Linked DNA regions of Zea mays: region 1 is linked to region 2. The links are chromatin contacts, called in public Hi-C maps. All regions are on one chromosome and are shown on one strand. The core of a region is the stretch at or near the end of the contact, and the rest is flanking DNA. Distances in the headings are between cores, read along the strand shown.

The links. A called contact is a pair of places that touch in the nucleus more often than the background predicts.
Region 1: a contact with region 2 is called in a Hi-C map of endosperm, with 2.9 times the contacts expected there. The contact joins the enhancer-like site here to the promoter of LOC100279916 in region 2. A contact is called at or near these places in 3 of 25 Hi-C or Micro-C datasets (bundle sheath, endosperm and leaf).

What each region holds. Positions count from the first base shown.
Region 1 is chr4:119,205,140-119,210,023 of Zm-B73-REFERENCE-NAM-5.0, forward strand. No RefSeq gene overlaps it. Among protein-coding and RNA genes, the nearest start is that of LOC100279916, 140 kb to the left of the region's middle. Within about 2 kb of position 2,207, at least 20 of the 20 cell types and tissues checked have an H3K27ac peak or open chromatin away from gene starts, as enhancers often do. A contact at or near this core is called in bundle sheath, endosperm and leaf, where this site is marked.
Region 2 is chr4:119,061,168-119,066,012 of Zm-B73-REFERENCE-NAM-5.0, forward strand. LOC100279916 reads right to left here and starts at 3,518. Exons shown (of 5, transcript NM_001152868.1): 1 at 3,153-3,518; 2 at 926-3,064; 3 at 497-683; 4 at 316-364. The coding sequence starts at 3,012.

The DNA.
Region 1 (4,884 bases), core at 957-3,456, 140 kb after region 2:
TCAAGTGCATAGATACCTATAAAAATAGTTTTTTGTTCCTAAGATTAGGTCTCCAATTCCTCAGAGTCACTTTGGTATAGGATTTCAAAGTGTGAAATCCACTTTTGTATTTAGAAATGAAAAGGTAAGAGTAATCAGGGTAAAGCAACAATAGATGAGAAAAGATCAACGTGAGTTTAGAAAGAATCAGAGTAGCAAAGGTAAGTAGGTAAGGGTTGTCCAATTCTATCTAGGTTACGTCCTACAGTCAACATTCCTCTGATACCAATTCTGTCACACCCGGATTTTAGGGGTCCAAAACCCGGGCACGAACTTCACCAAGTGTGCTGGGATCAAGTCTCACACATATGATGACTCATGGTATAGAAACGAATGTCACATCATTAATATATAATGGAATTTTGTACAAAATAGTTAAATAATTACATCATACGAAGACAACAATCCAGCAACCATAGTTGACTGGTAGACGACGGCCTAGACCACTCACGAACTCGTCACATCATCCTTCATGTGCCTCATCATGTGGTACCTGTTCTTGACCTGGGGGGATGTGAGTACAACAAGGGTGAGCTCACATACGTTCATCGCTCAACAAGTTGTGGGGAATAATGTGCATGAACTCACCAAAGGTGGGAGCTCATGTGAAGTGTAAAACTTATCAAAGGAGGTGGTTAAAGCTGAGCATTGCTTTTAAAGTTGGTCCCAATTTTATTAGCAGTTACTAAGTATAAGTAAATATCAACCCAATTAAATAAGAGATCACAATTGATAATAACACCCTCGATGCAATGCATATGTCATATTAAGTTAATTTCCATAAGTTAATCATGCGAGAGTCCTGAGTCGCTGTTGACCGTTAACACGGCTAATATACCAAATTTACACTCTATAGAGGTTGCACCCTTTACCCACAATTCATGTATCCCGTCTAGCCAGGGTTTGCAAGGCCCTTAGACACTTCCAAGGTGAATGGCTAGGGATCCACTACGAGGCCTTTACAAAGTTCCACAAGCTTCAGAAAACCCGCTACAGTTCCTGAGAAAGGCAATATAGGAATCCCTCGTCCAAAAAGCCATAACAGCATAATCGACCCGAGAGCCTCCCTATACGCAGCTCCTCTACCGCCCTTGCCCCTTTCGGGTAAGGTAGTCCTCCACTAGCTTTCCTAATTAGTCAGCCAAGGGCGTCCCATTCCACCCTTGTGGTAGCACGGATATCTCAAGTTAAGCTCCATGTTCCAATTAACACAATGATCTTGTCATGAACGATAATTAAACAACAACATAACTGGAACATGATCGTAATATAACATTAATTTCCCAAAACCAAGTAGAGCAATAACAAAACTACCCAATAGTTCTTTTGTCTACAAGGTGTGGGATAAACAATGCTAGGGAAGCCTATTAGGTCCCATCAAATTAACCTGAGCATGTCACAGTGATTAACAGGAACATTATTGGGTAAAGAGAAAAGTGAATAAGGGCACAACTTGCCTTAGACTTGAGATCCCCAGGTACCAACTTGGTCTTCAAGTGACTCGAAACCTCGCTGCTACACGTAGCAATACATACAAACATACAAGGAGTACATAAAAATAACATTACACCAAACATGAGAACAAACTGCATAATATTGTCCTACGGGTCAAACTAGATCCTAGATTCGAGAACTACTAAATTCGGAGTTACGGTCATAAAGTTATGATTTTCCGAAGGTTTAAGTGTCTATTATAAAGCAAAGGAGGTGCAAGATTTTAATCATAGGTTTCATGGTAATACAAAGTTACTAAAAATCCATTTTTGGATTTATTTTACTAAATTTTGTAAGTCCTGGATTGAGGGTGCCATTCTTTAAGAGATAAGGGGCCAAACTGCAAGTTTCAGGGGCATATATTAAATTTTCTACAACTGCGTTAGGATGACGGGTTTGAAAGAAACATGAGGGCTCATACGCAAAAAAGCCTCGCCGAAGGGGTACGTGCGAATATGGACGACCCGATCACCCGCTAGCGGCCAGGATTAAATCATTGAACCGACATATAATGACAGTCGCAAGATCTATCACCGATGCATCAAATTTTATAACGCCCAAATCGATTTTCGAGCGCCAGATCTAGATCAAACGGCCCACGTCAGATCTGGCCAAACAGGTATACATGAATCTAATCCAGGGCGTCCGTTCCACGATCAACGATTATACAGTTTCCTCCCCAACCTTCTAATCTCTATCGTTCATCTAGATCCAACGATCTCCACACCATCTTCATCCACCAGCTGACCGAGCGGCGGCGGGCAACCCCACAGTGGAGGCCATGGCCGACAACGGCCGTTCCGTGCCACAACACCCCATCCATTAATCCTATCCGCGATCAATGTTCCCTAGGGGATGGTGAATATATGTAATAACCCCTTACCGACGATTGAACAACGTAGAGGTCCAGCGACGCCACCCGACGGCTCCGCGGTGGTGAGGAAAGACAGCGAGAAATTGGAATGACTCGTGTACCATGGGGACCCCGTGAGTCATCCCGGCCAAGAGACCGACCGCAGCAATGGTCGTGTAGCATGGGCGGTGGCTCGCATGCCCACGCACGGACACAACACAACGGTGAGGCCCACGGCGGTTTCAATAGATGAGGTGAATCGAGGAGGGCGAGGACTTGTAGCGGCCGGGCTTCAGGTCACGGGGAAATCGGGTTTATATCTTCGCGGAGCACGCGGATTAGGAGGCGGAGGGATCACGACGAGCCTGTTTTCCCCGAAGTTCACGCAGTCGGTGCTAACAGATCTCGTTTGGGGGAGGGAGGAACTGGCAACTGGGTCCCGCACACCAGTGACAGAGCGCAGGCGTGCCTGCGCGGATAAGGAGGCCGACCACCCGACCCCACCAGTCAGCGCGGAGGTGGCAAGTGGGCTGGCGTGGGGGGAAGCAAATGTGCCGACCAAGTCAATTCGGCCCATGTGGCAGATGGTTTTCCCCTTTTATTTTCCTATTTCCATTTCTTTTCTTATTTCTATCTTCTAATTATTCAAATTATAAATTCAAACCTAATGCAATCATTCAAATAAATCTCAGCATGAATGCAAGTCCAGACCATAATTAGGGGTACCCCCAAGACTCCTAATCTCAGCTGGTAACCCCCATCAGCACAAAGCTGCAAAGGCCTGATGGGTGCGATTAAGGTCAAGGCTCGGTCCACTCAAGGGACACGATCTCGCCTCGCCCGAGCCCAGCCTCGGGCAAGGGCAGCCGACCCCGGAGGATTCACGTCTCGCCCGAGGGCCCCCTCAAGCAACGGACACACCTTCGGCTCGCCCGAGGCCCAGTCTTCGCCAAGAAGCAACCTTGGCCAGATCGCCACGCCGACCGACCGTATCGCAGGAGCATTTAATGCAAGGATCGCCTGACACCTTATCCTGACGCGCGCTCTTCAGTCGACAGAGCCGAAGTGACCGCAGTCACTTCGCCGCTCCACTGACCGACCTGACAAGAAGACAACGCCACCTGCGTCGCTCCGACTGCTGTGCCACTCGACAGAGTGAGGCTGACAGCAGCCAAGTCCGGCCTCGGGCGCCATAGGAAGCTCCGCCTCGCCCGACCCCAGGGCTCAGCCCCCGTCTCGGCCTCGGAAGACGGACTTCGCCTCGCCTGACCCCAGGGCTCGGACTCAGCCTTGGCTCCGGAAGACGATGAACTCCGCCTCGCCCGACCCCAGGGCTCGGACACAGCCTCGGCTTCGGAAGATGACGAACTCCGCCTCGCCCGACTCCAGGGCTCAGACACAGCCTCGGCTTCAGAAGACGACGAACTCCGCCTCGCCCGACCCCAGGGCTCAGACTTAGCCTCGTCTCCGGAAGACGACGAACTCCGCCTCGCCCGACCCCAGGGCTCGGACTCGACCTCGACCTTGGAAGACAGACTCGACCTCGACCTCGGAGGAGCCTTCGCCTCGCTCGACTTAGGGCTCGGACCGACCACGTCACAGGAGGGGCCATTATTACCCTACCTCTAGCTAGCTCAGGCTACGGGGAACAAGACCGGCGTCCCATCTGGCTCATCCCAGTAAACAAATAATGATGGCGCCCCGCATGCTCCATGACGACGGCGGCTCTCAGCCCCTTACGGAAGCAAGGAGATGTCAGCAAGGACTCGACAGCCCCGATAGCTGTCCTTCCGCAAGGCTCCAGCGCTCCTCCGACGGCCACGACATCACATGAACAGGGTGCCAAAACCTCTCCGGCTGCCATGACGACATGTACTTAGGGCACTAGCTCCTCTCTGCTAGACACGTTAGCACACTGCTACTCTCCCTATTGTACACCTGGACCCTCTCCTTATGCCTATAAAAGGAAGGTCCAGGGCTCTCGTACGGGAAGGTTGGCCGCGCGGGAGAACGGGCCGGCGCGCAAGTCCCTCGCTCTCTCCCACGCGGACGCTTGTAACCCCTACTGCAAGCGCACCCGACCTGGGCGCAGGACAACACAAAGGCCGCGGGTTTCCCCTTTTGCCTGTCTCCTTTCCCCCCTTCGTGCTCCGTCTCGCGCCGACCCATCTGGGCTGGGACACGCGGCGACAATTTACTCGTCGGTTCAGGGACCCCCGGGGTTGAAACACCGACAAAAACATTTTAAATTTATGAGAGATGACTTCAGAGGTAAGGAAATCCTTGTTAGAAGATATTTGAATTTAAAATCCTTGGAGACTTTTCCTAAATCCCAAAGTTATGACTTGAGGTGTTACATTGACATTTCAAATGCCACAATCTTTCCAATTACGAGTGACGGGGTCATTGTGCTCAAATACTCCAAATTGTGAAGAATGGTGATGATGCTCGCATATCTTTGCTATGATAGAAGGGAGATGATCTTCCTCACAATGTCT
Region 2 (4,845 bases), core at 2,268-4,767:
TGTCAACAAAGGACAAGAAACCACATTTGCCCCACTAAAAGGAAAGGCCATCTAAAACACAACTGCACATTTAACCTTTGAAACACGATCCAATGATAGGTGCCATCAACACTGATAAGTGATTTTGGAATAAAATAAATTCAGAGCTGTTGATCTATCTGTGTCTATATTCATATAACATTGAGACTGCAAATTTCTTAAGTATGCATCTCAAACTGGGAGTACACAGAAAACAGACAAGTGGGCATTGAGACCTAAAGCAGGAACATATTAGACATAGTATATTAAGGGAACAGAAGAAAATCGTCAACTTACCAATATCAGAGAGGGACCCATATATTGGATCATCCATGACAGCAATGCCCTGAAAGAAGGGGAAATCATATACATGAATATGATATTCAAGAAAGAAACAGTAATTATTTCCTGGAACTTCACTAATTGCCTGCAAGTAGAAAAAAATACATAAAAGCACCAAGCAGCCTCCCGTCCTCACCTCAGAGTCGTTGGCACCTATTCCAGCATGAAGATCTGATTGCATTGATGGGTAGCATGGTATATCAGAACCAAGAAAATCAGAAAATGCAAGGCTGTATCCATCTTGAATACCAGGAAGAATATCCGTATGTATTCCATGGCCGGGGTCCATCATGCTATCCATGCTAGAGCACATCATCTCATTCCTGGTTGAATCAAAAATTTTAACTTTTAGCAGAAATATCATGACACTGAAAACAAACAATATATTGGCGTGCTAACGAAATAAACACTGTCATGAACCATATCTCACTGGTCTCTTGACACACAGGGAAAAGGCCAGAGACGCATACAGGACTATCAGGAATTCCTATATGATGCCAAAAAAAAAATTCACTACAAAAACTTCAGCATAGAGTAGGAAATAATTGGAGTCAAAGAAACTTACTTTGACTTTGACAAATCAAATCCATCAACTTCAACTGGTGTGCCACATTCTATATCAATTACTTGAACATCCTTATTATCTAATGGAATCTGGCATAAATCATATGTATGACTGGCATTGGCGCCTGTAAAAGTTTCAGGACCTTCTTGCTGTTTATTATTTGACTCTGCAGAAGATCCAGCTGCAGATGGCTGGACCAACGCTGGACAATTGTGTACAGCGGCAACCTCTGTACCACGAACTAGGTCAAGATCGGATAGATTTAGTGAGCTAGATTGATCCAGCTTTCCCTTTTCCATTTCTATTACAGTTTCAGCACCAACATCATGACCAATTATTTTCCTTTGATCGGGCAACTCAATCAGGTCCACATCTTGTGGCAGCATATCGATATCACCGATCTTTGTTCCTTCCTTAAATTGTAACTTCAAGTTATTCTCATAAGATATTGTCCGAGTTAAGCCAGTTTCCTCAATCAAGCTGACCTTGTGAAAAGCTGTTGTTGGTAGCAATTTGGTTTCTTCAATCAAGCTATCCCTGTGATTAGCAGTCAACGGAGATAAATCAGCTTCTTGCATGAAGCCATCCTCTTGCGTCAAGCTATCCTTGTGAGAAGCTGCAAATGGAGATAAGGTGGTTTCCTGCATCAAGCTCTTCTTGAGGGCATCTGTTAACGGAGATAAGTTAGTTTCTTCCTTATATTGCTGGACAACCACATGTGGTTGTGCATCAACCTTCTCTTCTACCATGTTTCCAGTCCCAACTGGTATTCCATTTTCTTGAAGAAGCATCGACTCTTTTGGTTCAGCACAGACATCACCAGAGCTAGTGTTTTCATGGCAAATTTTATCTTCTCTGTTTTCTGACGCGACGTTAGTCAAAGATCTCTCAGCAGAATCACCGATTACCATCTGTGAAGCTTGACAAGAAGAAACTAGATCAACTGTTTCAACAACTGCAGTTTCTCCTGGGATACATGCTGCATTTCTGTGTGCACGCACTGACCTGGGCCTTGTTGGGGTTCTTGTGAAGTTACAATAGTCAATCAAACTATCCTTACCAACATGCATCTCAACTTCCATATTTGTCTCACCATCAGAAGTGTTGTGATCCAAAGTAGCCTCATCCATAACTTTTTTTTCATTTCCAGCTTCCTCATCAGGAACCTCATCTTCAATCTTACCATATGGTAACTGTTTGGGATCTGACTCTGTAACAACACGACAAGAAGCATGATTTACATCGGTGTCTATCCCTTGCTTAACCACCTCAGTTTCTGAATTTTGCGTCCCACTGTCATCCTCCACCTCACCTTCCTCAGTCTCCTCCAGCACCTTTGATGCATCATTAGCATCCTTACTAGTATCTTTGACAGAGCTCATAATCTTCGATGTTGTATCCTCCATGCATAACCCTGCTACAGCCTTCGCTGTCAATGGTGTCCCCTCCCTCACTGCCTCTGTAACACTAGTACTCGCCTCATCATTCCCCCGATTGCCGCGGCGCTCTCTCTGAAACCCAGGTGCCCCATCTTCATCCCCATCCTCCTCGTAGTGCCGACCGTTCGGAAATGGCCTTCCTCTCTCCTCCCTGTCTCTCCCTGAGTCCAGATACCCCCTCCTGTACTCCCCATACTTCCTCTTCCCTCTTCCATTGTAGCTGCCACGGCTGCAATCATCTCTGCTACTAGTGCTGCTACTAGTGCCATTGGCTCGCCTAGGCCAGCCGTTAGGGTTACTGTTGTATTCATCTTCGTACCTCCTCCGGCCATAAAACCCGGGGGGTTCCTGCTGCTGTGGTAGCTGCGGGGGCGGAGGAAGAGGATGAGCAAGCCACGTGCCAGAGATGCCGGCGCCACGCTGGAGGGCGGCTGGCGGGAGCACGCCCTGGGCAACCAGATACTCGGCAGCGAGGCGACCGGCCTCCATAAGCACCTCGTACTTGCGCTCTAGCGGCGGCGGCGGCGGCGCCGGCGGAAACGGCGGAGGAGGAGGAGGAGCGTAGTACGGCTGCTTGTGGCCGCGAGGATACCCACCACGGCCGAACGGCGGCGGCGGCGGCAAGCGGCTACGGTGGTTGTACTGCATCGCAAAGGTCACAGCTTTGTCCACGGAAACCACGAGAAATTCGTCAGGAATTCTGAGGCAAAGACCAAAAAGAAAAGGTGTTACGATTTCTGCAACTTATCTCGCGGCGGGGAATCAGAAACCCTAGGGCAAGAACTCACAAGTCACGATTCACCGGACACTCTTGCCATCGTATTGGATAAATCCACCAAATGGAGGCCGGAATTACCACTGGCTAAGTCAGTTCTTGTTTCTTTCTACCTGATTCTACCCTCTGTTCTTGGTCCGATACTCCGATCGATGCAGGGGAAGGGAAAGGATTACTGAAAAAATGGAAGAATTTTACTAGATTAAAAGAACGCGACGATGCACCTATTTCTGCTGGGGAATTCTAATTTCCACGGGCAAGAATTTGCTGATTGGTTTAATCCAAGGAGTTAATAAAAAGGAAGAGGAAATTAATGGTCGCTGCTTTTGGTGGGTCGGAGTATCAGTTTTGGATGGGCGCGTGAATGTGCACGTGGATCCAATTCCTCTATCTGCTGCTTGGGTCGGGACTCGGGAGTATGGAGAAGGACTGGTGGGTCCCGGATGTCATTTGCTAAGGCCGGACGGTTCGGAAGTTGTTGTTTGAAAGCAGCTGTTTGATATAGCGCATCAATATAGATGGTAATAGTAACTCGATATTTGATGGGTAAAAACTCTATTAAAACATATATTTAACAAATTTTATGTCTATAGGTATTTTATTAGATACTTTATTATATACATTAGATATGGTGGCTATGAGTATTTTCTCTCTTCACACGTGAATCCACTAACACATGTCATGTGTGTCTAGATTATTAGAAATATTCCATATAAAATTGGAAGAGCAAGAATGATGCCCTTTTTGTTTCAATAGCTTACACGTCTTAAACATTTAAATATTAAGTATTGTATACTGAACAATTAGATAACTATCATAATGTTGTATGTTGTTATTAATAACTCTCTTTTAGGTTATGAGTGCTATATTTTGTATGATCTTATGGCATAATGTTGTCATTTAGTATGGAATTGTTGATCTTGTAATAAAATTATGTTGGGTTCGATGAATTTATCATGCTAGACATAAAGATAATATGCTATTTTAGTATATTTCATTATTGATGAGATATGGATCCGTTGGTACTTGATTTCAATCCCTGAAGGTATCGAAAATCAAGGCAACACAAGTTAAATATTTGGACCTTCGTCCTTTGGTTCGAAGTGTTAGCGCGAAGGACGAAGTTTCTCAAAATGAAGTGGAAATGAAACGATGTGAAAAGACAATGAAAAATATTGTATGGAACTCATCTGTCTTAGCATTCTTATTCCGACTTCTTTTTTTTTATTAAATTAGTTTATAAGTATACCTTCGGCTCCTTAACACAAGGTGGTATGATGGCTCTTCGAAGGCCGAAGCTATGGTCCTCAAAAAGGTATCTTATGCATGACTTTGTTCATCTAATTATAGAAAAAAAATGAAACGCCTTCGTACAAAATTACAATCATGCCCCTCAAGGTTTTACACACATTGTTTACAAATGACCTTCCTTTGCTGCGCAGATCTTGGCCTTCATCGCGTGAAAGCTTCTCCGCTGGCTTGTGTTCGAAGCCTTTCTCCTTTTGCCGAAGCTATCAACTTCGGCACACACCTTTATTATCTGCACGCATGGGTGAATCTTCTTTATACGCTGCTTCGGCCGAAGACCAGCTTCGTCCATTGATTGAAGTGTACTTGAAACACACTTGTTCATATCGAAGTGAAGGTTAAATGAAGAACTCTGGCAAAGGTAAGCCCCCAACAGTAGCCCTCGCGGGATGAGTTTG